7 separate regions of the Mus musculus genome follow, and all the other regions are linked to region 1. A link is a contact called in public HiChIP or PLAC-seq and promoter capture Hi-C data. All regions are on one chromosome and are shown on one strand. Each heading gives the region's core, a stretch centred on a gene start, on an enhancer-like site or on the middle of the called end of the contact. The rest is flanking DNA. Distances are from core to core; before and after follow the strand shown. Region 1 holds the start of Gpx4 (glutathione peroxidase 4). Region 2 holds the start of Amh (anti-Mullerian hormone). Region 3 holds the start of Dot1l (DOT1-like, histone H3 methyltransferase (S. cerevisiae)). Region 4 holds the start of Izumo4 (IZUMO family member 4). Region 5 holds the start of Mknk2 (MAP kinase-interacting serine/threonine kinase 2). Region 6 holds the start of Btbd2 (BTB (POZ) domain containing 2). Region 7 holds the start of Abhd17a (abhydrolase domain containing 17A).

Region 1 (3,597 bases), core at 448-2,947:
GACCCAAACTAGAGCTACACAATGAAACACACACACCCCCCCCCAAAAAAAACAAGGAAAAAAAAAAAACCTAAAAATTTGGCACCTGCTCCCCACCCAGGTCCAGAGCCATCTGTCCCCTCCCTCCCCCAGGGCCACTCACTTTCCCAGCATGCCCCTGCCCTTGGGCTGGACTTTCATCCATTTCCACAGTGGGTGGGCATCGTCCCCATTTACACAGATCTTGCTGTACATGTCAAACTTGACGTTGTAGCCGGCTGCAAACTCCTTGATTTCTTGATTACTTCCTGGCTCCTGCAGGAAGCAACATTTACTTGGAAGATACACTACACTGTACACTGAGACACACACACACACTGACACAGCCCCCCACCCCCACCCCGTATGAGGGGCATTGCCTGGGGAACAGCCACACACCTGCCTCCCAAACTGGTTGCAGGGGAAGGCCAGGATTCGTAAACCACACTCAGCATATCGGGCATGCAGATCGACTAGCTGAGTGTAGTTTACGTCAGTTTTGCCTCATTGCGAGGCCACGTTGGTGACGATGCACACGAAACCCCTGGGAGAGAGAAAGAGTGGGAATGAAGCCAGTCAGGAAATCCCCATTTTCAGACCAGCCATGCACACCGCCCATATGACTAGAAACCCACCTGTACTTATCCAGGCAGACCATGTGCCCGTCGATGTCCTTGGCTGAGAATTCGTGCATGGAGCGCGCACAGCGCCAATCATCGCGGGATGCACACTGTAAAACAGGAAAACTGAGTGTCCTAACCCAGGTCCCCTAGGGGAGAAGAATCCGGTGCCAAAGAAAGAAAGTCCTGGGGCACTAGGTGGAGGAGTCTCAAGGTTCCTTCCATTAAGTACGCCCCTTTCAGGTCGTCCTGATAAGATCTGTGGACACCCCTAGAATATGCTACCAGGGAAGAGGACGGCAGGGGTATCCCTGGCCGCACACCAAGCCCAGGAACTCGGAGCTGTTGCAGTACTGGGGAGGCTCTTGCAGCAGAGGCCCCGGGTTGAAAGGTTCAGGAATGGGCTCCATCCGGCGAGGGCGCGCCCTCCTGCGGCGGCGCGCGCGCGCTTTCCTTCGCCGAGGGCCCGGGCGTTTCCTAGGACTTTGGCGTCCAGGTCCACGGCGTCGCCGGCCTCTCGGGGATCCGCCGCGCTGTCTGCAGCGTCCCCGCTTGCGGGCGGCCGCGCGGCCCATGCCCGCCGGTCTGTGCGTCCCAAGCACAGCGCGGGGACAAAGAGCCGGTAGCCAAGGCGCCGCCGACTGTGACGCACCAGGCCGGGCAGGGCGCGTGACCAGGTCAGAGCCCGCTATGGTGACCCCGACACCGGTTCTCACCGCCCAAGGACCTCCCGCGCCGAGGCCTAGCCTTGTTCAACCCCGGAGATGCCTATCAGGCTCCGCTTTCCCACCTGGGTGCCCCCTTCTCTAGCTAACCGATCCCACGACCCCTGATCTCCACCCTGGATACGGTGACCCGACTCCGAACCCCGCCCCCACCCGCGATCCTCCAAGTTCCCAGTAGCCCACCATGGTGCCTGCCAGACCAGGCGCAGCCAGAGCCCCGCACAGCAGTGCTGGCTTAAGTAAGCGGCTCAGACGGCCCCAGCTCATCTCGGCGGCCGGAGCCAGCGGCTCCTCCCCTCACGCAGCCGACCAATGGACGCGCGAGGCCGAGTATGGCTTGCCCGCCCTCGGGCACGCCCACTGACGTCTCTTATTGGTCAGATGCGCCTGCGCTAAGACGCGAGGCCCCTGCAGCCAATGGGAAGCCTGAATGAAGGGACGGCTTGGGCGGGGCTGGGCTTACGAGTTTGTTGTTATCAGCAACTGCGCATGCCCAGTGATAGGGACGCGGGAGAAACGGGAGCCGCGTTCTCGCGGACGACGCGTTGGAGGGCTGTGGACAGTTATCCGCGAGGTTGCCTGCAGCGGAGCAGGGTGCCAGGGCGCTTTGGGGAACCTCTGGGAATAGAAAGCGTGTCAAAGTCATCCCCTTAAAGAGCCCCTTTGAAAGTACAGGAGTCTCCTTTTTCTACTGGAAACAGAATCTCATGTAACCCAGGCTAGCCTTGGACTGTTTATATAGCAGAGGATGACCTTGAACCCCTGGACCGCCAGCCTCAGCCTACTGAGTGCTGGGATCTCGGTGTCGGCCAATCCCCACATCCCTTCCATTTCTATTTTCTTTATCAGAGGTTGCCTCCTGTAGCTCAGGCTAACCTAAACTATGGAATGGCAAAAGTGTGCTGCCATGAGGTGTAGGGATGGAACCCAGAACCTGCAGCATGCAAGTGAGGGCTCTCAACCCATTGAGTCCCGAACCCCAGATGTAGCTTCTCCCCCCCCCCTCGACCCCCAATTTTACAGTTCAGCCGGTCTTAGAACTCAGCAATCCTGCCTTAGACTCCTAGGTACTAGGGTGATAGATAGGTCAATGACACCAGGCCCTATCTTGTCACCTGTAGATATTGATTCCTGTGAAGTTGATTTGAGGGGGTGATAAGAGGGCTTGGTGAGAAAGCCATTGCCATGAAAACACAGGACTATGTCCCAATCGAAGCACCCACGCAATCTGGTGCACAAGGATGCTCTTGTAATTCCAGAACCTGCGATTCCGAGGCTGGAGCATCCCTGCAGCTAAGTCAGGTCACCCAAGTACTCGTGGTCAGAGAGAGAACCTGCCTCAAAACCAAGATGGAGATGGGCCTAGTGGTCACACTCTTAGCCCCAGCCCTTGGAGCCTAGAGGGCAGCCTGGTCTGGTAAGCAAGTTCCAGGTCAGCCAAGGCTACAGTGAACCCTGTGTCAGGAAAGCAAGGTGGCAAGAGACATATAAATAGTTACTATTGTCCTCAGAGGTCCCTGCCTACATCAAAGAAGCCACAGGTCTTAGGGGCCTAAGTGAGAAGCTGAAGGCCCAACAGTTCCTCCTGCAACTTCACCTATGGCCTTGTCCAGCCCCCACAGCTCTCAGCCCAGCACTGGGCCCTTTGCCCTCCCCGTGTCACAGGAGTGACTCAGGACATTCCTCAGCTCAGCTGCCTGTCCACGCCCTCGCCTGGACTCTAATCCCTTCAATCCTCTTTTTCTGAACCCTGGAGTAAGCCATCCGCGAGACAGGAGCCCTCCCGGGGATCTGGGTCCAAGGGAGCTCACGCCCCACGGGCAGACACCCCCCCCCCCAAGGTTAAGATGATCTGGGGTGTCAGATACATTCTTGCCCAATCCTGTCCTGTAAGTTCTCAGTTGCCCTGAGGGCCCCCCCCCCCCCCCCGCCTCAGGAAGTCAGCTGTTTCCTCCCAGCCCCCAAGCTGGGGTGACACTGAGAGTCACTGAAGACCTCTAAGGGACTTGCACTTGAGCTTTAGCTTAAGTTGTAAATACACAACACACCCTCACAGGGCGTCTCAAAGGCCCGTACTTCTGGACGAGGGGCTGGGGCTGAAGGGCTGGGGCTGAAGGCGGCCACTCAGGAACCCAGCCCCAGGCTCTGGGAGGGATCTGCATATGGAGTGCCTTCCTCTCCCAAGTGACCCCAACTTCACCCTAATTCAGCCAGTTGGGAAATGAAGATCTGGG
Region 2 (3,597 bases), core at 748-3,247, 750 kb before region 1:
GGGTCCCCGGAGCTGCGGGAGTCGTTGGGACACAGCGCTAGCAGGCGCGCCAGCAGCGGGGGAGCTGTGGGTGGCAGACCCGGGAGGTCCCGCAGCTCTGAGGCTGCCGCCTGCAGCTCCACTGCCACCCTGCGTTGCAGGCCCGCTGCCCAGGGAGCAGAAGCGGGGCCGTGCAGCGGCATAGGTTCCCTCTCCGTGGCCGCAGCGGGTGACAGCAGCAGTAATAGGGGTTCCTCCCAGTCGAGCAGGCGTCCCAGTGCTGCGGGGTCTGACAGGTTGACCAGGCCCTGTGGGAAGCTGGCCAGCGCACCAGGGTCCAGGGCCAGTTGCGTGTTCGAAGCCTGGGTCAGAGGTCCCCGCAGAGCACGAACCAAGCGAGTGAGGGTCTCTAGGAAGGGGTCGGCGCTGTGTGGCAGGGCCTCAGGCTCCAGGGACAGTCTGGAATAGAACGAAGTGGGCCAGCTGTGAGCACAAGAGGCTATGGTGGACCAACTACCCCCTCCAACGTCCCAGTTCCTCCTCCATCCCTGTGCGCACCCAGGCTGCGGGAAAGGCATGGTGTCCAGCTGGCCGTGTGCTGGCTGCGGTGACGGCTCGGCGGGTGGCAGCACCACCAGGGTGGGAGTCATCCGCGTGAAACAGCGGGAATCAGAGCCAAATAGAAAGGCTTGCAGCTGATCGATGCTCAGGGTGGCACCTGTAGAGGGTGGGCACGTGCTGGCTGAGGGCTGGGGTTAAGGGCAGCTTCCTTCCACTCTGTCCCCTCCCCTCTGCCAGGACCTACCTTCTCTGCTTGGTTGAAGGGTTAAGATGAGGCCCGAGCCGCTCCAGGCCCCCGCTGGGAAGTCCACGGTTAGCACCAAATAGCGGGTGTCCCGAGTAGGGCAGAGGTTCTGTGGACACAGGGACTCTTGTCAGCAGGACTGGGGAAGATGGTCAGGCTACAGGCACCACCCCTGCCATACTGGGAATAGCCTCCCAGGTGTACTCCTAACCCCACCAACCCTTCCATTTGGCACAACCTCAACCAGAAGGCTGTTAGGGGATGGGCCCATGCCAGTCTCTGGTACCTGTGTGCCCCGCAGTCCAGTCCCTGTGACTGTGACCTGGGGGCCTGGTCCAGGGTATAGCACTAACAGGGCCTGCTCCCAGCGGCTGGCTCCCCCAGGTGGAGGCTCTTGGAACTTCAGCAAGAGCTCGGGCTCCCATATCACTGTGGGCAAATATTGGTTGACTGAGTCTCTGAGGCCATTAGCTTCAGTCCCTCAAGATCTGTCCTACAGAAATTCCCTCAGCTGGACTCTTCACTGGAGATCTTCTGGGGCCATGTAGGCCTGAGGGACCCTGATCCAAGGTGTGGAGACCTTGCTTGTAAGGACACAGCAGCTCTGCTGTCATCTGTCTGGAAGGTGTGATCATTGGGGTGTGTCCTGCCATCTTGCCCACTACAGTTCCTGAAAGGGTGTATAAGGTTCTGCCTAGCAATCCAGCGAGGCCCCCTCCCCCAAACCCCCCTCCCCCAGCTTCTGCCCTAACTCACTCAGTCCCAAGGCATCATGGGCGCTGAGACAGAGTCCATCACGTACCTTCAGCCAGATGTAGGACTAGCAACTGCTGTTCTCCAGTCTCCCCTAGCCAGGCCCCAAGGCGCTGCAGGGCAGGCAGGGTAGCCTGGGAGTCAGTGCTGCAGACTCCGAAGGTGGCCAGGTCTTGGGGTCCCCAGCGAGACTCCTGGACAGCCTCCAGGAAGGCATACTCATAGCTGTTCAGACCCCCCACCACCCTCAGGGAAGCTCTGCTTGTGTTCCCCTCTCCTCTCACTGTCACCAGGCACAAAGGTTCAGGGGGGCTGCTGGGGGGCCAGAGCTCATCTTCAAGGAAGATGAGGCCCCTGGTATTGGTGGCCAGGTTTTCAACCGCCTCAGGCTGTAACACAGCCCCCATAGTCGCTAGCAGCAGTACCAGTGGAGAGAGGTGTGGCCCCTGCATGGTGGTACAGCAAGGTCCGGGTGGCCCTGCTTATATGTATGGCTGAGCCAGATTGCTTGCTTGGGAGGGACGCCCCTATCAACACCAAAGGTGACCTTGGGGGACAGTGCCTGGCACTTTTCATGCCCAGCAGGTGGGAGGCGACTGTCTCAAAGGGCTTTCTGTCCTCAGAGCTGGGCCCATAACTGCAGAGGCCTGAGCTGTCCTTGAGTAGCTCCCATCTCCCTGGGGAGCCCACCTGGAGGACGCCCCAGGTCACCACAGCTTCAACAGAGACAAGCAGTATCCACCCTCCCCACTACCAAACACACAGCAGACAGGGAGACACGGGGGAGGCTGTTTAATAGGCTCAAGGCAGGACAAATAGAAAACCTTCCAAGGACTGGCAATGGGAAAAGACCACACAGACAACAGAGGCTGGTGGGGGGACTGCTCAGTTGCCTGGGGGAGGGGGAGGCATGTTCCCAGGGCCATCTGAGGGGAGTGGGGGCCTCAGCATGGGGGGCATAGGAGCAGGGTGCACCCCAGGATTTGAGGGGTGAACCCCTGGAGGCTGAGGGTGGACCCCCGGGGCAGCAGGGTGGACTCCAGGAGGCGGCTGAGGGTGAACCCCTGGTGCCTGAGGGTGGATCCCAGGGGCTGGGGGGTGTACCCCAGGGGCTTGAGGGTGTACTGCAGGAGCAGGTGGGTGTACCCCTGGAGCCTGAGGATGAACTCCAGCTGATGGAGGAGGGTGTACCCCTGGAGCTGGTGGGTGCACCCCTGGAGCTGGTGGGTGCACCCCTGGAGCTGGTGGGTGCACCCCTGGAGTTGGGGGGTGTACCCCTGGAGCTGGTGGGTGGACACCTGGAGCTGGTGGGTGCACTCCTGGGGCTGGTGGGTGCACTCCAGGGGTGGGTGGGTGCACTCCAGGGGCTGGGGGATGGACCCCAGATGTTGGTGGATGGACCACTGGTGCTGGGGGGTGTACCCCAGGAGCTGGGGGATGGACTCCAGATGTTGGTGGGTGTACTACTGGGGCCGGGGGGTGCACCCCAGGAGCTGGTGGGGGCATCTGGGGAGGTCCAGGGGGCCCAGAGGGAGCAGGCCCAGTGGGGGGCATAGGAGGGAGAGGCAGGCCACCAGGTGGAGGTGGGGGCAAGGCATCAGGGAGTGGTGGGCGAGGAGGCAGTCCATTCATGAGTGGGGGCGGGGGCCGCTTGACGCCTGGGGGTCCTGCTGGGAGGCTGGGAGGTGCTGGGGGCTTCTCCATCTTAAAGTGGAACTGAAGAAAAAACTGTAGGAGAGAGGGTCAGTGACTGGGGCAGGGCCACTGAGGAGCGCTGAGAGAGTACCCACGCAAGGCCTGTGGAACCTCACCTGCTTGGTTTCTCTGTTCCAGTGGGTCCAAAACTTGCCCTCAGCCTTGTCAATCTCCCGGCTTGGCACCTAGGGAGAAAGTCAGAGGCTGCAGCACCCCAAGGAGGGGCTAGGATACACAGACAGCTGAATTTAGCTGCTCTCTCTGTCCTGTAGGGTCGCTACCTTGAAAGCAATGGTCTCATAGGGCTCAGCAGCCATGAGCAGGTACTGCCAGCGGCGGTCTGGAGGCTCGATCCTCTGCTCATA
Region 3 (3,597 bases), core at 314-2,813, 700 kb before region 1:
ACCAACCAGGAACCCACACTATAGACCAGGTTGGTCAGGACTCCTCCTGCCTCTGCCAAGTGCCAGGATTAAAAGTGTGTGCCACCATGACCAGCATACACACAAACAGATATTTCAAAATTCCTATTACATTTGTGAGTGGCTGTGTCTGTGCACACAGTGAGGTCAGAGAACTTGTGGAAGTTGGTACTCTCCCTTCTGCCCATGTCCCAAACATGGAACTCAGATTATAAGACTGTTGCTGAGCCATCTTGCTGACCTCAGGAGAGTTGAGTGGACACTTGTGGGAATGTTCAAGGACACACAGGGCTGCCTAATTCGAAGAGGCAGAGGACAGGTGCAAGGGCATCCCAGGACACACATGTTCCCTGGGACCCCAGTGAGGATGTGAACTCAGCAGCACCAGGGAACCCCACTGCTGTATCTTCTACTCAAAGCATACAAAGGGCCACAAGGGGACAGTACACTGACCTCCGCAGGCCCTCCTGGACTTCAGAACCCACTTGCCTCTGGCACTTCCACTTTAAGGGATAACACCTCCAGCTTTGCAGAGTCGCACCAGCTCTACCCACCAGCATGAGAGGACAACCTCCAGACTCCCTAAGTCCCCTCTAGCCATGCCACCAACATTAAGAAACAACTGCTCCAGCATTCCAATGTACCTCCAGGCCAATCCACCAACGTCAAACGACACATGAGGTACAAATTGAGATGACAACCTCTCTAACTTCTCAGGTTCTTTCAGCCGGGCACCCTGACATGAAGAAACAACTATTCGGAGCCCTCCTACCACTCCACGAACGTGGGGGGACAACCCAAACCCAAGGGCCAACCTCCCCCTGACTTCCTAGGGTTCTTTTTAGCACCTGCCCATGAACATCAAAAGGTGACAACGAGAAAGGGCATAGAGGACAATAGGAGAAGGCATCAGGATAAGAAACAGATGACTGGAAGAGGGCACGTGAGGTGACAATTTGAGGTGACAACATGAGGGGTCGCCACGAAAGGCAAGGAATCCCCGACTTCTCAGTCTCTACACCCCTGCCCACAAGGTCGGTCCAGACTCAGGTCCTCAAAGGCTGGAGACGCGGGGCTCCGGGCCGGCGGCGGCGACAACGCGACCGGCCGCGTCAGGGCAACGGCAGGCGCGGGCCGAGAACGGCCAAGGACCCGCCGCCGCCGCCGCTGCCGCCGCGGAGCCCCACGACTCCTACCCCCGCGTTCTCCGCAAGTACACTCACGTAGACCGGCAGCGGCCACGGGTAGACGGCGGGCTCGGCGCCCACAGGCGACTTGAGCCTCAGCTCCAGCTTCTCGCCCATGTCGGCGCGCGCGGCCGCCGCACCATGCTAGGCGGGCGGTTGGGGGAGGGGCGGGGCCACCGGCGGGAAGCCGGGCGGGCGGACACGGGCGGACGCGGGGCGGACGGCTGAGGACAGACGGCCCGGCCTGTGCCTCGGCCGCCGCTCCCGTGTGGCCCCAGCTCCCCTCTTTGTAGGAGTCACAGAGCCGGGGCGTCTAGAGCCGCCGCCATCTTGGGCCGGCGTGAGGAGAAGGCACAATGAGCCGGGGGGTCGGGCGGAACCACTCGGCGAGCGCGCGCGGGGGAGGCCGGGAGCCAAGAGGCGGTGCGCGCCCAGAGCCTCCGCCCGCCGCGCCGCGCGCGCCACCCCTCGCACGCCACGCCCCCTTGGACTCGCCCTCCTCCGACCGACGCACGCACTTACGCACGCAGCGGCGCACGCACGTCCTCGGTTGCCCTCCGACGTCGCCGCCAGCCGGAAGCGGGGACCCGGGGAAACCCTGCGGAGGAAAGCGAGAGAGACCAGGCGGGGTCAAGTTCAAATCCCAGTTGCACAGGCTTGCTTCGCGTCCCTTCGCTTTGCTTTGCTTTTTTCTTTTCTTTCCATTTCCTGTTCTTTTTCTTTCTCTTCCCTTCCCGTCAATTTTCTTTTTCTGTTTTTCTGGCTTTTTCTTTCTTTCTTTTTTTTTTCATTTTTCAATTTTTCCCCTTCTTTAGCTTTTCTATTTTTTCACTTTTCTAGCCTATCTGCTTATTGTTTATTTACATGCTTTTTTTTTTTTTTTTTTTTTTGAGACAGGGTGTCCCTGGCTGTCCAGGAACTCATTCTGTTGACCAGTCTGACCTCGAATTTACCAAAATCCACCTGCCTCTGCCTCCTGAGAGCTGGGATTAAAGATGTGAGCAATAAGTTAATTAATAAATCATCAGTCAAATTGGACCCTATAGGTCGGAGGCTCTCAATTAAGAGTTCAAAGCAATGTTATTCTCTGACCTGCCCAGAACTTTACAGAGTCAGGAGCCAAACTTATTTCCTTCTTAGGCCATTCCAATCCTTCTAATACTTAAGTTCCCTCCCCCCAAAACCTTCTGAGAATAAGTTACCTTGAGGTGAGCTGTCACCAGCTCACCAGCCGCTTCTGGATAGCTGCTTCTTCTTCCTGACTACATGGGAGTGAATGTAATCTAGGGGAGATGGCTCCCACCCCTCATCCTAGCGCTTGCCAGCCCCCAAAAGAAGGATCCGGAGCTAGAAGCCATGCTGAGCTACCAAGTAAATTCCGGGCCAGCCTGGGCAACTCAGTGAGCCCTCGTTCCAAAACTAAATGACGTGGTAAAAGACTCTGTAGCTTGGTGTCTCAGTCAGGGCTTCTATTCCTGCACAAACATCAGGACCAAGAAGCAAGTTGGGGAGGAAAGGGTTTATTCACCTTACACTTCCACATTGCTGTTAATCACCAAAGGATGTCAGGACTGGAACTCAGGCAGGTCAGGAAGCAGGAGCTGATGCAGAGGCCATGGAGGGATGTTCTTTACTGGCTTGCTTCCCCTGGCTTGCTCAGCTTGCGCTCTCTCTCTCTCTCTCTCTCTCTCTCTCTTAAATACATTTTTTTCCCAAGACAGGGTTTCTCTGTGTAGCCCTGGCTGCAGCTTGCTCTCTTATAGAACCCAAGACTACCAGCCCAGGGATGGCACCACTCACAAGGGGACCTCCCCCCTTGATCACTAATTAAGAAAATGCCTTACATGGGCTGGTGAGATGGCTCAGTGGGTAAGAGCACCTTACTGCTCTTCCAAAGGTCCGAAGTTCAAATCCCAGCAACCACATGGTGGCTCACAACCATCCATAATGAGATCTGACTCCCTCTTCTGGGGTGTCTGAAGACAGCTACAGTGTACTTACATATAATAAAAATAAATTAAAAAAAAAAAAGAAAAAAGAAAATGCCTTACAGCTGGATCTCATGGAGGCATTTCCCCAGCTGAAGCTCCTTTCTCTGTCAAGTTGACACAAAACTAGCCAGTACACTTGGTATGATGTAAGCAGGTCAAGAAACTGAACTTGCCAGGTAACTCATGGGTTACACAGGGCTCTTGGGACACAGGCAGAGGCAGGTGGATAGCCTGGGCCTGAGCCGAGATTATCCTTCCTTGCAGAAGTCTGCATTGGCTCTTCCTAGATTGCTCTATTGTTTTTATTTGTTGGCTTCTATGTTTTTTTGTTTGTTTGTTTTTTGGTTTGGTTTTTCGAGACAGGGTGTGCCACCACACCCGGCGGCTTCTACGTTTGATTT
Region 4 (3,597 bases), core at 360-2,859, 650 kb before region 1:
GAACTTGGAGACCTTTGAAGGGTGTGGGCAAGGTCCTCCTGAGCCTTGGCAAGCTTCAACCCCTCATCATAAGGCACACACAACCTTGGATTCCAGCAGGAACTTACTTGTGCCAGGTGTTTCTACAATGACAGTAGGTTTGGAGTCAGGGGACCAAGTGGCCTCCCTTGGTGTCTCCCTCTCCATGTCCTGGTACCCAATAAGCCCCAGCTCACATGTATTTCAGAAGGCCCTGTACAGCTGACTCCCACTGTGCCGATGACCTGGGGTGGGGGGGGGGAACACAAGACTTGGTGGTGGGGTATCCCCAAGGCCCTGGTCCCCTTCCTTGCCTAGGACCCCAGGGGCAGTGGGATTGCTGCATGAGCCATACTTGCAGTAGTAGCCAAAGCAAATGACGTGGGAGTCCGTGCAGTTGCTGCAGGAGATGGTCTCGTACTGGTAGATACCTGCAATATATGAGAAGCAGCCCCAGACTCCCCTGGGCCCTCCCCAGCCTGGGCCACTGCCACTGTGGCCCTTAGCCTGGACCATGGTTCACTTACCACAGTGACGCTGACAGTCAATGCGGCCTGGGGAGGGGAGGACATAACAGGATAGTGCTTTCTGACAAGGCCCAGAGCTCAACACCTCAGCCCCACTTGTTTTTGTAGCCCAGGATACCCTAGCACAGAGAAGGTAGCCTAGGCTGCCTTGTGATTTGTGGCAATCTTCTTGCCTCGTTCCCTCATTTCTGAGTGCTGGGATTACACGCTTGTGCTACATGAGTTTCATGGATGTAGGAAGGGGTCAGTTGCAGTGAAAGATGGGGATAACCTAAGGGAAGGATGGTTCCATTGTTCCTAGGTGCCACCAGGAGACTAGTTTGACAGAAATAAGGGGGTGATGGGCATGCTAGCAAACATTTATGCAAAAGGGCCTCCTGCAGAGTCACTCCTCCCTGAGCCCTGTTTCCAGTGCCCCTAGCCCTGAAGTGCCAGCGGCCATGATCATCTTCCCCTCTGTGGAGCCCACTGCTCACTCTCTATGATGGCGTTCTGGATGAGGCGCACTTGCTCCCGGAAGATGGCCCGCAGCTCATTGGGGAAATACCCTGATGTGAGAGTCACAGCAGAACGGTCAAGTTCAGGTGCGTAGCAGCTCGCACCGGCCCCACCTGTTTCTCTTTTTACCTGGGAAGTACATCTTCCCCTGGTACAGCTGGTCCATCCTCTGGTACACGGCTTCTGCTACTTGATATAGCTTCTTCCGGGCTAAGGGCAGGAGGAAAAAGCAAGCAAATGAGTGGCCCTGCCCGGTTCCCTGCTGCTCTTCTGACCCTGGAATGGGTTCCGCCGCTCACTGATCTCAGCAGGAATGGCCAGATGGAGCTCCTTCATCGTGTTCTGGATCCAATCGGAGAGCAGCATCCCCGACACAGGAATGTCACCCACCCACCACGACTTGAGGTTCACGTGGTGACGATAGAAGGAGAACTTCTCCGCGAAATTGGGGTCGCACTGCAGGCAGCCCCGGGCCAGCGCCGCTGTCATGCCCAGAAACAACAGCAGGGCCATGGCCTGGCCCAGCCTGCCTTGCCCAAACATCGGCGCCGCCAGCGCCGCACCCTCCAGCCGCGCACCAACCAACGGTGCCTCCCGCGCCACGCCCTGCCACGCCGCACCAACCAACAGCTCGCGCTGTGGACCCTGGCCGCGCCATCCCCTGCCCGGGCCTGATCATGCTTCCAACTCTGGTCCCGCCCCGCTTAGACATGTCCCGCCCACCGGGCCTGATGGCGCAAGCCTTTAATCCCAGCACTTGGGAGGCAGAGGCAGGCGAATTTCTGAGTTCGAGGCCAACCTGGTCTACAAAGTGAGTTCCAGGACAGCCAGGACTACACAGAGAAACCCTGTCTCGAAAAAAAAAAAAAAGACAGCGCCTGCCCACGGATGGCTCCGCCCCTACCTGGCCAGGCCCCGATTAGACTCCTGTCCCAGGCCTGGTTCCGCCTACAGGCCTGGTACCGCCCACGGATGGCTCCACCCCTTTCTAGCCTGTCACCACACCCACCCCACCGCCATCCGGACTTCTGTCCCAGGGCTGGCTCTACTGGATCTCCCCAGGAGAGTGTAACTGAATCTCTCCAGTTACAATTGGCAACTGGTAATGCCAGTCTGTCCCCAGGCTCCACCCCATCCACAGCGCCTTACGCATGCGCTTTGGGCTGGCGCCAGTTCCCGAGCCAGCGAGGGAGGGCTCGTCCCGCCCCTCATCCGCTCCACTACAGCCAATTAGCAGCGCCCGTCCTGGTCTCCAGGGGCGCGGAGTGCCGCCTGCCTTTCACACCGTGATCCTCCGAACTCGGGCGCCACACCTCCATCCGGGCTGCTTCCCTTTAAGGGAAGTAAATCCGGCTGGCGGGCGCGGCCTGGGCGGGGCGTGCGGCGTGTCCCTCCGCGGGCGTGTCCCTCTGCGGGCGCGGCCGGAGACTGGGCGAAGCGAGAGACGGTTCCGGACAGCCAGGTGGGTCCTCCGAGGGCCAAGGCGGGCGGCGGGCAGCGGGACTTCATCCCTCAGGGTGACAGTGTCCAGCGACCGGCCCAGAGTGGGCGCTGGGGACCTGGATCTGTCAAAAGGAGGGAGAAAGGAAGCGTCATGGATCAAAAGCGTGTTTAATATTTGAGGTCCTAGATAGCACAGGCTAGCCTCCAGCGGCTGGATAGGATCCTCCTTCCCATCTCCGCTGACTCATTTGTTTGAAATGATCACGTTTCTGTTAAACTTCATTGAAGGTCTGGGCTCTTGCTCTGGAGTGAAGCATTTGCCTTGTGTGTAGAAAGCCCTGGGTTCTATCCCTACTTCTGCCTCTTCAGCACTCCTCGGCCTCCCCTAAATAAGCCATTGAAAGGCTGGATGGAGAGACTCAAAAACAGATCACAGAAAGTTAACTTTGGCCGCAGTTTCTTTTTCTTTTTTCTTTTCTTTTCTTTTCTTTTCTTTAATTCTTTCCTTTTATATTTAGCCCAGGCTATCCTGGAACTCAGCGAGATCACCCTGCCTGTGCCTCCTGAACGCTGAGATTAAAGGTCTGCGCCAATAACTTTGCCTTTTCTCTTCCCTCCTGCCTCCACCCCTTCCCTAGGCTCCATAGAATAAAGTGCCTACAGTCAAGTAGAGGTTGGCATAGTGTTAAGGCAGGGCAATTATTATTCCAGAGCTCCACGTGTATCCTTGTAACTTTGGTTTCTGATTTGCTACCGTTATGCAGAGTTGGGAGCTCAGGAACTAGGGGTGGGAGTGTCAGGGGACAGTTAGGTAGGACTCTCAGGTCAGCCAGCTCTTCCTTCAGCATGGAGGAAGTGGTTACTAGCTCTGTAAGTGATGGGGCTTCAGAGAGGTGCTAGCTGGAGGCAGCAGGATGCAAAAGAGACCACAGACTTAACCATTGACAAAGGCAGAAGCAGATAACCTGAGAACTTCCGAAAACCAGGTTTTAACCGCCCCTGTCCTGGGCTTGTTTTTAGAACTCAGTGAACAGCAGAGGTGACAAGGCTAGAGAGTTCCACCCCTGGGGCTTCTTGATGTCTGTCCTTTCTCCATCTTGATCCATTCCAG
Region 5 (3,597 bases), core at 713-3,212, 620 kb before region 1:
TGGGCACGGCAGGGCAGGGTTGAGTGAGCAGCTCCCAGTCCCTGCCTGGTGCCTATAGGGTGAACATCCCCTTCCTGTTCCTACTGGCTGCCCTTTTGAGATAAAAGTGTGGTAAAAGGCGGCTCCCTCTGAGCAGCCATGTAGACTCCAGGTGGCCATTTGCAAGTTGGAAGACGTACTTGGCTGTCAGACTCACAGAACTTTTTGCACAGGGTGTGTGCAGTGCAGGGGCCACACATCCCAGTTCTGAAGGTTTAGCCTCGTGACTGGTAAGGACTCCAGGAAGAAGTAACCCGTGTCAAGTACAGCTTCCTATCCCGTGAGCTTCCCCTGTTTCCCTATTTCTAACAGGGCTCCTGGAGGCAGTCTCAGGACAGGTCTGGATTAGGGCACAGAACTCACACCTTAACGAGGGCTTTGTAATTTGGCTTTTCTTCCCAGCATTTGAACTAAGTTGCAGGAAACAAAATAGATTAGAGCTATTTGCTGCCATCAGTGTGAACGGCTGACCCAGGTGGGCCACGCTTGAATGTGGGTGTCATGTTTTATTTGAATTGTTAGCCTGAGATAGGATCTGGCTAGGTAGCCCCAAACTACAGAGACATGCTGGCCCCCGTGGACACACACACACATGCTACAGCTAGCCACAGGTAGAAGCTATTTCTCTTACATGTGTCCCAGGAATGGGCTCAGGCTATAATTGGTGGCAAACTCCTTTAACAGCTGAGTAGAGACCCTTGTTTGAGTCTGCCAGGAATTGATCCCTGACTGCCTTGAGCTGAAGTTCTATCCCCTGCCCAAATCTGTCCAGGTAATGAACCTTGTACAGGCATGACAATCTGAATTAGAGACAAACATTTCTGCCAATGCAATCACTAATGACGACAATGAGGCTCGGGAGTCAGACAGATGACTCATAAGTTAAGCCAAACTGTTACTCTTACAGAGAACCCAGGGTACAGCCCAGCACCCACATCAGGCATCGTGTAATTTCACCTCTCTTCTGACTTTCCAGGCACCTGTATGCATAAGGCACACACACTCACACGGACGAGGACCTGTGTGAGTGCACACAAACACACAAAGAGCTGCTTGAGGTTCATGAGGCTCCAGCCTCAGTAGAGGGTGGTGGTAAAAACTTGTAGACAAACTACCCTGAAGAGGGAAAACAACCTCTTTGTGCACGGAAGCAGCCGAGGCAGCAGGCACAACGCGGTCTGACTGTATCCGAACCTGAATCGGGGATCCTAGCCCCTTCTTGTCCCAGCTATCCCCACCGAGGGCTGCAAAGGACCCAAGAGGTTCAAGAAGGGTTCATCACGGATTGCAGAGCTGGAGCACAGGACAAGGGCATCAGTATTCAGTAAAATTAGGGCTGGCTTGCCCTCCTTCGGCAGCTGAACGCGGCACCCGGCTCAAGGACAGGGAGCAGAACCTGCAGCGCGCAAGCCAGCGGGCCAACTGTGACACAGGAGAAGGCGGCCTCACGGCCCAAACTGAAGCCTTCAGTACCCTTCTGCGCAGGCGCAGGCGACTCCGGAGGCTGGTCACCAGCCTCTCCACACAGTCCTCTCCCACCCCCCAGCCAGGTCACGCGGCTGCAGTCGAGTATCTTTTCACGCTCCGCCCCCACCGTGGGAGTGCGCAGGCGCGCTTGAAGCTTCGCGCCCCACTTCCCTCGGAATCTCCCCTTCCCCCTGCCAGCTCGAAGTGCGCAGCCGTGTTTGGAGTCGCCAACACGGTCGCTGCGCAGCTCCACTCCGCTCCCCGCTAAGCTCCGCCCCTTAAACGGGAGCGCGCAGCCGTATTCTGCATTCCCCGGCGTGCTCTTCTCGCTGCGGCCTTCGACGCTCCTGGAAGCTCCGCCTCCTCTGTTCCCTGAGAAAGGCGGAGACTGGTGCGGAGGGGCGGGGTAACTTCGGGACCGCGCCTATAAAGGTGGCCGCGCCGGCCGCGCGCGCGGCTCCTCTCGGCGGCAGCGGCCCAGTGGAGGGGTCCGTGGTGGCGGTGGTGGCGGCGGTGGCGGCGGCGGCGGCGGCGACGGCGGCGGCGGCGGCGGCGGCAGCAGCAGCGGTGGCTGTGGCGGCGCTGTTCCCCGCGCAGTCCTCGGAGCGGGGTCCGGGCTGTGCTAGGTGAGGTGACGGCGCTGCGACCCCGGCCGGTGTCCGACCCCGGTGAGCGCGGCGCCAAGGGCGACATTCTCCGAGGGAGGAAGGAAGCCCGAGTCAGGCGCGGGAGCTCCGCCGAGCCCCGGCCGCCTCCGCCCGGCCGAGCGCCTCTCTCAGCCTCGGTCCTTTGTCTCCTCCGCCCGCAGGGTCGCCTCCCAAGCCGCCCCCCGGGCCCCGCGTCCCCTCCCCCGCTGGTGGGGCCCGGACTGAAGATGGTGCAGAAGAGAACAGCCGAACTTCAGGGCTTCCACCGTTCGTTCAAGGTGAGGGGTCCTGTCCGGGGGTCCCATTGCAGTGACGGGTGCGACGGATAAGCAGAGCCTACTCGGGAGGCTGGTGCAGGGCTTGGGAGGGGTGCTTGCATTGGACTTTTGTGCTGGAGGTGGTGGGGGTCAGCAGGCCGCAGCCCTGTCCCCATCCTCCTAGTAGCTCTCTCTTCTAGGACCCTCAACCCCCACCCCCAGGCTTGTGATTGGTGGCTCTGTGTCCCTTGCAGTTAGCCCGATCACAGTCGTCTGTTTCTGTGTGTGATCCTAGGCAAATCGAGTGTTTCTGTTCCTTGCAACTTCCAGGCCTGTCTTGTGCTGGTTGGGAGAGTCAGTAAGCTGCAGCCTTGCTTCTAGCTGCCTACTAACTCTTCATGAACTGCCCCAGGCTCCCCTGTGATCTGTGGCTGTGTCCCTAGCAGTTTCTCAGCCCGGGCTTTCCTACCTCTGTATGTGGTCTCTGATGGACTTTACATTTGTTTCCTGCAGTGTGTGCTTGTTGCAGGCTACAACCTGTCCCCGGCTGCCTAGTAGCTCTTTCTTTCAGGACCCACTCCCACCACTGATTGGTGGCTCTATGTCCCTCGCCATCAGCCTGATCTCAGTCTTGTGCTCCCCACCCACTTTCTGTATGTGATCCCACACTTTCTGTGTCCCCCAGGTTGGCCTTGTTCTGGATGAAAGCACGTCAGCAGGTCCTAGCTCTCTCTTTTGTGAGCTCCCCTAGGTTGGCTTGTGGTCAGTGGCTGGATGTTCCTTGCAGTCTCTCAGCCCCGTCTCCCCTACTTCTGTGTATATAGTTCCAGGGAAACCCTGTATCTGTCCACTGTAGTCTCAAGCTGGCCTGTGCGGTTGGTTGGGATCAGAGGGGATGAAGCCTTGTTGGGGAAACCCTTTGGCACATGGGTATGCTTTGCCCCACTGCAACCTCCACACTTGGTGGTGGCCTGTGGAGACCTTCCCTCAAGACACCCCAGGCCCAAAGTGTTATTTCTTATCAGAACAGGAAGTTTCTGTAGTGTTATTAATGGTGGCTGATTGAGTCTTACCTTAGATGAGTATATCTGGGGGTGGTGAAGGTGGGCAGGGTGCTAGGCAGAGCCCCCTACTTGGGGCCTGGCCTAAAGGACGCAGTGATGTCAGCCTGCCCACCCCACCCAGAA
Region 6 (3,597 bases), core at 286-2,785, 600 kb before region 1:
TTATCCTCGTGCTAGGATTCTTTCTTCACTTTTATTGGTCCCTCTGCTGAGCCTGTTTCCAGATGAGATTCGTGAGACTCAGGACTAAGCCAGTCAGTCCCTGTTAATTAACCTGTGGAAACAAAGCTTGCCCTCCTTCCTCTCTTCCCCTTCTGCCTCCCTGAGTAGCTTTGTCCACCTTTGAATTTGTGATCCTCCTGCCTCAGGCTCCCAGTGCTAGGATGGCAGGTGTTGCCCACCATGCCCAGATACATAGTAATTCCTGCCCCTCCTCCAGTCTCTCCTTCCTCAGGCCTGGCCTGTCCTCTCCTCCTCTTTGTACCTTACCCCTCACTCCACTTCTTTCCCTTTCTGGGTTCACAGTCTAGTTTGGGCTCTTTTTATTATGGTTATTATTATTATTATTATTATTATTTTTTTTTTTTTGAGACAGAGTTTCTCTGTGTAGGCTGTCCTGGAACTCACTCTGTAGACCAGACTGGCCTAGAGCTCAGAAATTCGCCTGCCTCTGCCTCCAAAGTGCTGGGATTAAAGGAGCGCGCCATCACTGCCCAGCTAGTTTGGGTTCTTAATGTCCTACAGCCTAAGGCAGAGCCGGGATTGGCTAGGTTCAGGGGCTCAGGAGCATTGTGTGGGTGGGATCAAGGGCCTGAGACCTCAACATCCTCACTTCCTTCTGTTCCTCTCCGTTTCTCCTAACCTTCCCGCATTCACCATCTTCAAAGGCCTGTCCTTCTTCCTTTTTCCCTCCATCCCTATTCCTCTGTCGGCTTCCATCTAGACCCTGTGGCCCCGCCCTCTAGCCCCGGGGTGCTCAGATGCACCACGCCCCTTCACCTCAAGTCTGGGCCTCTTTCCTCCACTGTGTGATCTCCTCCTCCTCCTCCCCTCCCCTCCCCTCCCCTCCCCATGCTGTCTTTCCTGCTTCTTTCCTCTGTCTGTCCTTTACCTCTCCATGCCTTCCCTGCCTCTCCTCATCCTTCTCCTCCTGCCCTTGCTCGAATCCAGGGATGGCCTGCGCCTCCATGGCCCGGACTACCTCCCCTACCTCCTGTCTCTGCTCCTCCCCCGTTACCACATCCTTCTCTTTCCTCCCATTCAACCCCTCCTGTTGCCCTCCTCTCTGTCCCAGTATCCATTTCTCCCTCTCATTTCTCTCGGTCCCTTTTTCCTCTGTTTCCCCTTCTCCTTCCTCCTCTGGCATTTCGGGGCCCTCCTCTTCCTTGTCTCACCAATCCTGGGCCTAGCCCTGCCACGCCCATCCTCCCTCCCCTCCTCTCTACGCTCACAATCGCTTCTCCATCTTCCTCTCCTCCCTCCCTCCCTCTCTCCCTCCCCGTTTCCCTTTCCAATCCATCCTCCTCCCTAGCCTTGCCCTTTCTTCCCCCTTCCCGTCCTCCCGTTGGCTCCTCCCTTTTTGTCTCCTCCCCTCGCCCCTCTCAGGTCTCGGCTCTCTTTAGCCCCGCCCCTCCCTTCCTCCTCTCAAACGCCCCGCCCCATGACCACGCCCTCCGTGGCTCCGCCCCCGCGCCGCAGCGACAAGATGGCGGCGGGCGGCAGCGGGCGCGCGTCTTGCCCGCCGGGGGTCGGGGCCGGCGCGGGCAGCCTGGGTCCCAGTGCTAACGCGGCCGCCGCCCCCAGCAACGCCGCTGCCTGCGCCCCGGTGCCTCCGCCGCCCCCGTCCCCGCCGCCTGGGCCCGGGACTGACGCGCAGGCCGTGGGCGACGAGCGCGACGACGCGGGCCCAGGCGCGCTGCTGCGCGAGCCCGTGTACAACTGGCAGGCCACCAAGCCCACGGTGCAGGAGCGCTTCGCCTTCCTCTTCAACAACGAGGTGCTGTGCGACGTGCACTTCCTGGTGGGCAAGGGGCTCAGCTCGCAGCGCGTCCCCGCGCACAGGTGGGCCGCCGGGACGCGCCCGGACCCTGCAACCCCAGACCCTGCATCCCCAGACCCTGAACCCCACCCAGACCCTGCACCCCAGGAACCAGCACCCTGAAACCCTGCGCCCTACCCGGGACCGTTCATCACAGACCATGCACTCCACCTGGACCCCGCACACTCTAAACCCCGTAGTCCACTCAGAGCCTGCACCCCCCCATTCTGTTCCCCCACCCGGATCCTGCACTTCACCTGGACCCCGCACCCCATGAACCAGCACCTTAGAACCCTGCACTCAAGACCTTGAACTCCACCCAAGACTGCACCTCAGACCTGCACCCCTATCCAGGCCCTGCATCCCAGGATCCTGCATCCCAAATCCTGCAGTCAGACCTTGCAGTCTGCTTGAACCCTTCATCCCAACCCTAATCCCAAGAGCCTGGACTGCACCCAGATTCTTTATTCCTAGATATTGCACCCCAGACCTTGCATCCTAGAACCCTGCACCCCAAGAATCTGCATTCCACCCAGGATCATGTACCTCAGACTCTACACCCCACCCAGACCTTTCACCACCCCTGGACCCTGAATCTGGAGCCTCAGGCTCTTACCTTAGGATTCCTGACCCCTTCACCTGAACCTGGTTCCCACAACCCCCTTCCCCCACAGTGTACTTCCTAAACATGGGAACCTGGAGGTTCTGTTGGGTCCTGCCTGCCTTGAACCTGGTTCTAGGGCCATTTCATTTTATCCTTAGGTTCTGCTCCGTTCTATCCTGGATCCTCTCTGCTCTCTGAATCCATTAGTCACCCCAACATTCCTCCAGCTTATCCAGTTCTAGGGCCCCCTCCGTCCCCACCCATGACCCCTTAGATCCCCTTCTTACCCCATGTTCACACCTCACACCATCTAACCTACTGGCCCCATCAGAGACCCTTGCCTCTTGTTCCTCCAGCACTGGGCTTCCAGCCTGTCTGAGCCATCACCCCCAGACCTCACCATGGCCACGATGAGTTGAGCTCTTTGGGAGTGGGCAAGGGTCTGGCACAGCCTCAGAAAGGATTGAGGCCTTTTGCGAGTTCTGTGCAAGCTGTGGTAGCGTGTACCGCCTGCCAGTGCGGTTCTTGGCACATGACCTTTATGACCATGTGGGGTAGCTTGTCCAGCTTGATGGCAGGAATGGGGAATGTGGACGTGGGTGTGTGTGTGTAGCCCTCTGGGAAAGAGAGAAGTGGTCTCTTGCTGGAGGGGCAGAGGTGAGGGGAAGTGTTGACTCAGAGGTCTCTCACTCAGGTGGGGGCCGGAGCAAGAAGAATGGGGATGTTGTAGCCCCTTTACAGCTTGTGGAGAGTTGGGGGGGGGGGGCTTCACAGGTGGTACGGTGGGCAGTGGAGGACTTGGCTTCCAAGTGGCTGAGGTTTCTTAGTGGTGCTGTGGAGGGTTGCTAAGGGGTCGGCTGCCTGACTTGTTGGAAGGCACCAGAAAGACCCTTCAGGTCCTTCCTTCTTCTGAGCTCTCTGGGCCTTAGTTTCCCTACCTGTGAACTGGACTCATTTAGATAACCCCATCTGGGACTGCTCGAATGTGTTGCCTCTGTATTGTGCTTGTAACAGTCTCTCAGGGTTCAACACAGACGAGTCAGAAGGTAGCTGTGGGGAAGGGCCATAACTCCCTGGGCCTGGCTGCCACCCACCAACCATGTAGCTCAGGGTTGAC
Region 7 (3,597 bases), core at 480-2,979, 540 kb before region 1:
ATTAACTGTACAGAGTTAGCATCAGTAATTTGAAGGCTACAACAGAACTACACAATGAGTTCCAGACTGGCCTGATCTATATAGCATGAGGTCCTGTCTTAAAAAACTAGACGGGGAGCCGGGCGGTGGTGGCACACGCCTTTAATCCCAGCACTTGGGAGGCAGAGGCAGGCAGATTTCTGAGTTCGAGGCCAGCCTGGTCTACAGAGTGAGTTCCAGGACAGCCAGGGCTATACAGAGAAACCCTGTCTTGAACCCCCCCCCCCAAAAAAAAACCCCAAAAATACAAAAAAACAAAAAACCTAGTCGGGGATGCTGGAGGAATGGCTCAATGGTTGAGAGCATGTACAGTAGGTGGGTGCAATTCAAGGTGCATGCCTTTAATCCCAGCATTTGGTAGAGGTAGGCAGATCTCTGAGTTCAAGTCCCTGGACTAGAATGAGTTCCAGGACAACCAAGGATACAAAGAGAAAGACTACAAGAAACAAAGAACATTTACTGCTTTTGTGAAGAACCTGGGTTTGGTTCCCAGAACCCATGTAGTGGCTCACCAGCAACCCAACTGCCCATAACTCTAGTTCTTGGGAATTTGACACCCCCTCCCTGGGTACATTTGTTGTGCACACACATGAGTGCAAAGCACACATACATATAAAATAAACAGATAAAGAACACCCTCTGCCCCCTACACTCAACTCAAAACGAGGGCCAGTGAGATGGCTCAGTGGGTAAAAGACTCTTGCCAGAAAACCTGAGTTTAATCTCAGGGACTCACTCGGTAGAACAGAGAGGATTCCCACAAACTGTTTTCTGACCTCCACAGGCGCTCCATGGCGCAGTAATGTAAATACACAGACAAATAAAATTGGGTTGTAGGGTGCTGGTGAGATGATTCAGCGGGTAAGAGCATCGACTGCTCTTCCGAAGGTTCTGAGTTCAAATCCCAGCAACCATATTGTGGCTCACAACCATCCACAACGAGATCTGACGCCCTCTTCTGGAGTATCTGAACACAGTTACAGTGTACTTACATATAATAAATAAATAAACATAAAATAAAAAAAATTGGGTTGTAAAGGTGTTTTGCCTATGTGTCTGTCGGGTATCTGAAGAAGCCTGAAATGGGAGTAGATTCTCCTGGAAATGGAGTTACAGGTGGTTGAGAACCACCTTGTGGGTCCTGGGATGTGTAGTGTTCTTAAAGGGTGAACACCTCTCCAGCTCCTGTCTTGAGATCCTGAGAGAAACTCATTTTATTGCCTCTTCCAGGAATTCACGGAGGGGATGAGCAGATGGGGTGGAGGGGGAAGGCAAGGATAATTTAACCAATCAACTGGGAATGCAAATCCCATCCTCTGAACGCAGCCCTACTCCGGTCAAAGTCACACCCTATCCAGGTCCTGCCCCCAGACCATTCGGTTCCGCCTTTATTCCAGGCCCCGCCCCCAGACCGCTCTTCACCGGGCACCTTGTCGCCAGCCAAGCTTCTTCAGACCATTCACCTTCACTTCTATTGAGGCCCCGCCCCCATATAAAGCCCCGCCCGCATAACCAAGTCCCGCCTTCCATCTTGAGCCCCGCCCAGAAATCCGACTCCTCCTTCTCATGGCCCCACCTCCAGCACATGTACCGCCCTCACAACAACCTACCCAATCCGCTTCGCGGTCGCTTTGCTCCGCCCCCATAAACAGCCAGAGGCCTCCTCGCTTGCGCATTCGCCTCGCATCACTTCCGGGGGCGGTGTTAGGTCAAGCTCACTTCCGCCCGCGGCGGAGCTGCGGTGGTGGCGGTGCAGGAGGCTGGGTCGGGGTCCCCGGGGGACAGACAGACGGACGCACGGGCGGGCGGCCGGGAGCCATGGAGTGCGGCCCCCGGGCCGGCGGGCGCGGGCGGCGGTGAGTGCAGGCGGGCGGGCGCGCGCGGGCTGCGGCGGTTTATGGTGTGGGGCCGAATCGAGCGGGGGCCCTGCGTCCGAGACCTCCCTGCGCTCTCCGGGGATGGCTGTGAGACCAGCGCACCCACCGTGTCCCTGGCATCCCCATGTCCCAGTGCAGCGATCCTGGAGCAGTCGCTTAACCTCCTCAGGACACGGCTGTGTCCCCAAGAAACGCCCGGGCCAGCCGCAGACCCAGGCCACTGTCCCACACCCTCTCTGTCTACATCTGTCTGCTGACATTCACCGGCCACCTTTGCCACTCACCTGGCGTCTTCCTGCCAGCGGGGGCCCACTGCAGGCTTCCTTTCTGCAGCCCAGGACTCCTTTATGGTTCCTCATCACCCCCACGATGAAGCCCTCTTGCTGAAGCACCCTCTTGCTGAGGGTGCAGCTTGAGCAGACCCTGCTCCCCTGGGAGCCCTTGCAGTTTTTCGAATCCTCTCCTGCTGCCCGGGTTTACCTCTGCGGTCCTCTGTCACTGAGCTATTTCCTTTTTTTCACGTGTGTGCGCCCACGCAGAGGACAGCTTCCTGAAGTCAGTCCTCTCCTACCATGCTGGTCCCCTGATCCAAATCGGATTTTCAAACTTGGTAGCAAGTGCCTTTACCTGCTGAGCCACCTCCCTCAACCCTACATTCTTTGAACTCTTCAGCTCCTAGAGGGTTGCCTCCCTACTATGACTGGCCCGGTGAGGCATGCCAGAGCAGACAGTCATATGTAGGTCATCCTAGAGCCCTTACAGTAGCTTGGTTGCTTGTAACACCAGGGCCTGGTTTTATGTCTGTGATCACAATGCTTGGGCTTTGTGGCAGTGAGTGAATAATCCCGGCTTACAGTACCCAGTGGCCCCATCTGTGACATGAGGTCCCACATGCTGTCTGTCCTCTCCATATAACACTGGCAGGTCCCAGAGGCTTATGTCTTTAATGTCTTTCTTCCACAGCTTTATTTTCTCTGGCTGCCCTGCACATGGTTGTTGAGTGGAAGTGGGTCTTCCAGGTCCTGCCCCATGCAGGATGGAGAACTAGTTAACTGTAGAAGTATCTGGAATCATGACTGAGAGTTCCTCCCCATATGGCAGACTCAGGATACTGGCATACGTAGGGACAGCCACAGGCAGGAAACTGAGGCCTCCCCTTGCTTGACTTGTCTAGAAAACATACTGCAGGTTGAGACCCCAGAAATTACACACCTGATAAGATGTGTGGCTAGGCATGAGGTCTGTGACTAGGAGGAGGAAGGACAACTCTAGAAGGGAGGTCACTCAATAGGTGTGTGCTGCAGAAAGTGTCAAAGTAGCGAGGGCCAAGCCTTTGACACGGAATGATAGCGGCGGCTGAGATGGACCTTCGTAAGGTTAGAGTGCAGTTGGGGAAAGGTTCAGGTGGTGGTTGATGGAACCAGCAGGCTTAAAGATGATGGGAGTGACCCGGAGGGGAGTGTGAGGGACAGCACTCCCTTTCCTGGCCTTGGTTCACTTTGTCTCCAGCTTGGTCAGGTGTTCTTTCTCACTGGACCACAGGTCCTTCCAAGCCCTCTGTGTCTAAGGGGTGTTAAATGAGGAGGCCTTGATTATAAAGCCAGTGTCTCTAAACATTGACCTTGTGGATATTTGGAGCGGGGTCATTCACTGATAGCCTGTTCTGGGCTATTCAGGGTCT

Evidence for each region. HiChIP or PLAC-seq counts read pairs in DNA pulled down with a chosen protein or histone mark. Capture Hi-C pulls out chosen DNA fragments and counts their contacts.
Region 2: a contact with region 1 is called in a promoter capture Hi-C map of liver, with 2.5 times the contacts expected there. The contact joins the promoter of Amh here to the promoter of Gpx4 in region 1. A contact is called at or near these places in 1 of 39 promoter capture datasets (pre-B cells) and 1 of 9 other capture datasets (liver).
Region 3: a FOXA1 HiChIP or PLAC-seq map of pancreatic cancer cells shows a contact between it and region 1. The contact joins the promoter of Dot1l here to the promoter of Gpx4 in region 1. A contact is called at or near these places in 2 of 39 promoter capture datasets (liver and pre-B cells) and 2 of 115 datasets of contacts at active chromatin or transcription factors (double positive thymocytes and pancreatic cancer cells).
Region 4: a contact with region 1 is called in a FOXA1 HiChIP or PLAC-seq map of pancreatic cancer cells. The contact joins the promoter of Izumo4 here to the promoter of Gpx4 in region 1. A contact is called at or near these places in 1 of 39 promoter capture datasets (pre-B cells), 1 of 115 datasets of contacts at active chromatin or transcription factors (pancreatic cancer cells) and 1 of 9 other capture datasets (liver).
Region 5: a contact with region 1 is called in a promoter capture Hi-C map of liver, with 2.2 times the contacts expected there. The contact joins the promoter of Mknk2 here to the promoter of Gpx4 in region 1. A contact is called at or near these places in 2 of 39 promoter capture datasets (the C10 cell line and pre-B cells), 2 of 115 datasets of contacts at active chromatin or transcription factors (pancreatic cancer cells and thymic regulatory T cells) and 1 of 9 other capture datasets (liver).
Region 6: a FOXA1 HiChIP or PLAC-seq map of pancreatic cancer cells shows a contact between it and region 1. The contact joins the promoter of Btbd2 here to the promoter of Gpx4 in region 1. A contact is called at or near these places in 1 of 39 promoter capture datasets (cranial neural crest) and 1 of 115 datasets of contacts at active chromatin or transcription factors (pancreatic cancer cells).
Region 7: a contact with region 1 is called in an HNF4G HiChIP or PLAC-seq map of pancreatic cancer cells. The contact joins the promoter of Abhd17a here to the promoter of Gpx4 in region 1. A contact is called at or near these places in 1 of 39 promoter capture datasets (cranial neural crest) and 1 of 115 datasets of contacts at active chromatin or transcription factors (pancreatic cancer cells).

The regions. Positions count from the first base shown.
Region 1 is chr10:80,051,665-80,055,261 of GRCm38.p6, reverse strand. It overlaps Gpx4 (glutathione peroxidase 4), which reads right to left and starts at 1,697. Exons shown (of 7, transcript NM_008162.4): 1 at 1,547-1,697; 2 at 654-748; 3 at 418-562; 4 at 143-294. The coding sequence starts at 1,630.
Region 2 is chr10:80,803,640-80,807,236 of GRCm38.p6, reverse strand. Amh (anti-Mullerian hormone) reads right to left here and starts at 1,997. Exons shown (of 5, transcript NM_007445.3): 1 at 1,587-1,997; 2 at 1,071-1,213; 3 at 785-893; 4 at 538-697; 5 at 1-438. The coding sequence starts at 1,989. Sf3a2 (splicing factor 3a, subunit 2) reads right to left here. Exons shown (of 9, transcript NM_013651.4): 7 at 3,514-3,597; 8 at 3,349-3,417; 9 at 2,315-3,265. The coding sequence ends at 2,423. RefSeq lists a promoter at 1,955-2,175.
Region 3 is chr10:80,753,169-80,756,765 of GRCm38.p6, reverse strand. Dot1l (DOT1-like, histone H3 methyltransferase (S. cerevisiae)) reads right to left here and starts at 1,563. Exons shown (of 28, transcript NM_199322.2): 1 at 1,242-1,563. The coding sequence starts at 1,322.
Region 4 is chr10:80,700,705-80,704,301 of GRCm38.p6, reverse strand. It overlaps Izumo4 (IZUMO family member 4), which reads right to left and starts at 1,609. Exons shown (of 10, transcript NM_027829.3): 1 at 1,343-1,609; 2 at 1,173-1,253; 3 at 1,022-1,093; 4 at 546-572; 5 at 374-449; 6 at 216-263; 7 at 108-122. The coding sequence starts at 1,586. Mob3a (MOB kinase activator 3A) reads left to right here and starts at 2,482. Exons shown (of 4, transcript NM_172457.2): 1 at 2,482-2,505.
Region 5 is chr10:80,674,658-80,678,254 of GRCm38.p6, reverse strand. Mknk2 (MAP kinase-interacting serine/threonine kinase 2) reads left to right here and starts at 1,962. Exons shown (of 14, transcript NM_021462.4): 1 at 1,962-2,174; 2 at 2,315-2,431. The coding sequence starts at 2,381.
Region 6 is chr10:80,654,432-80,658,028 of GRCm38.p6, reverse strand. It overlaps Btbd2 (BTB (POZ) domain containing 2), which reads left to right and starts at 1,535. Exons shown (of 9, transcript NM_145361.3): 1 at 1,535-1,899. The coding sequence starts at 1,544.
Region 7 is chr10:80,588,473-80,592,069 of GRCm38.p6, reverse strand. It overlaps Abhd17a (abhydrolase domain containing 17A), which reads left to right and starts at 1,729. Exons shown (of 5, transcript NM_145421.2): 1 at 1,729-1,895.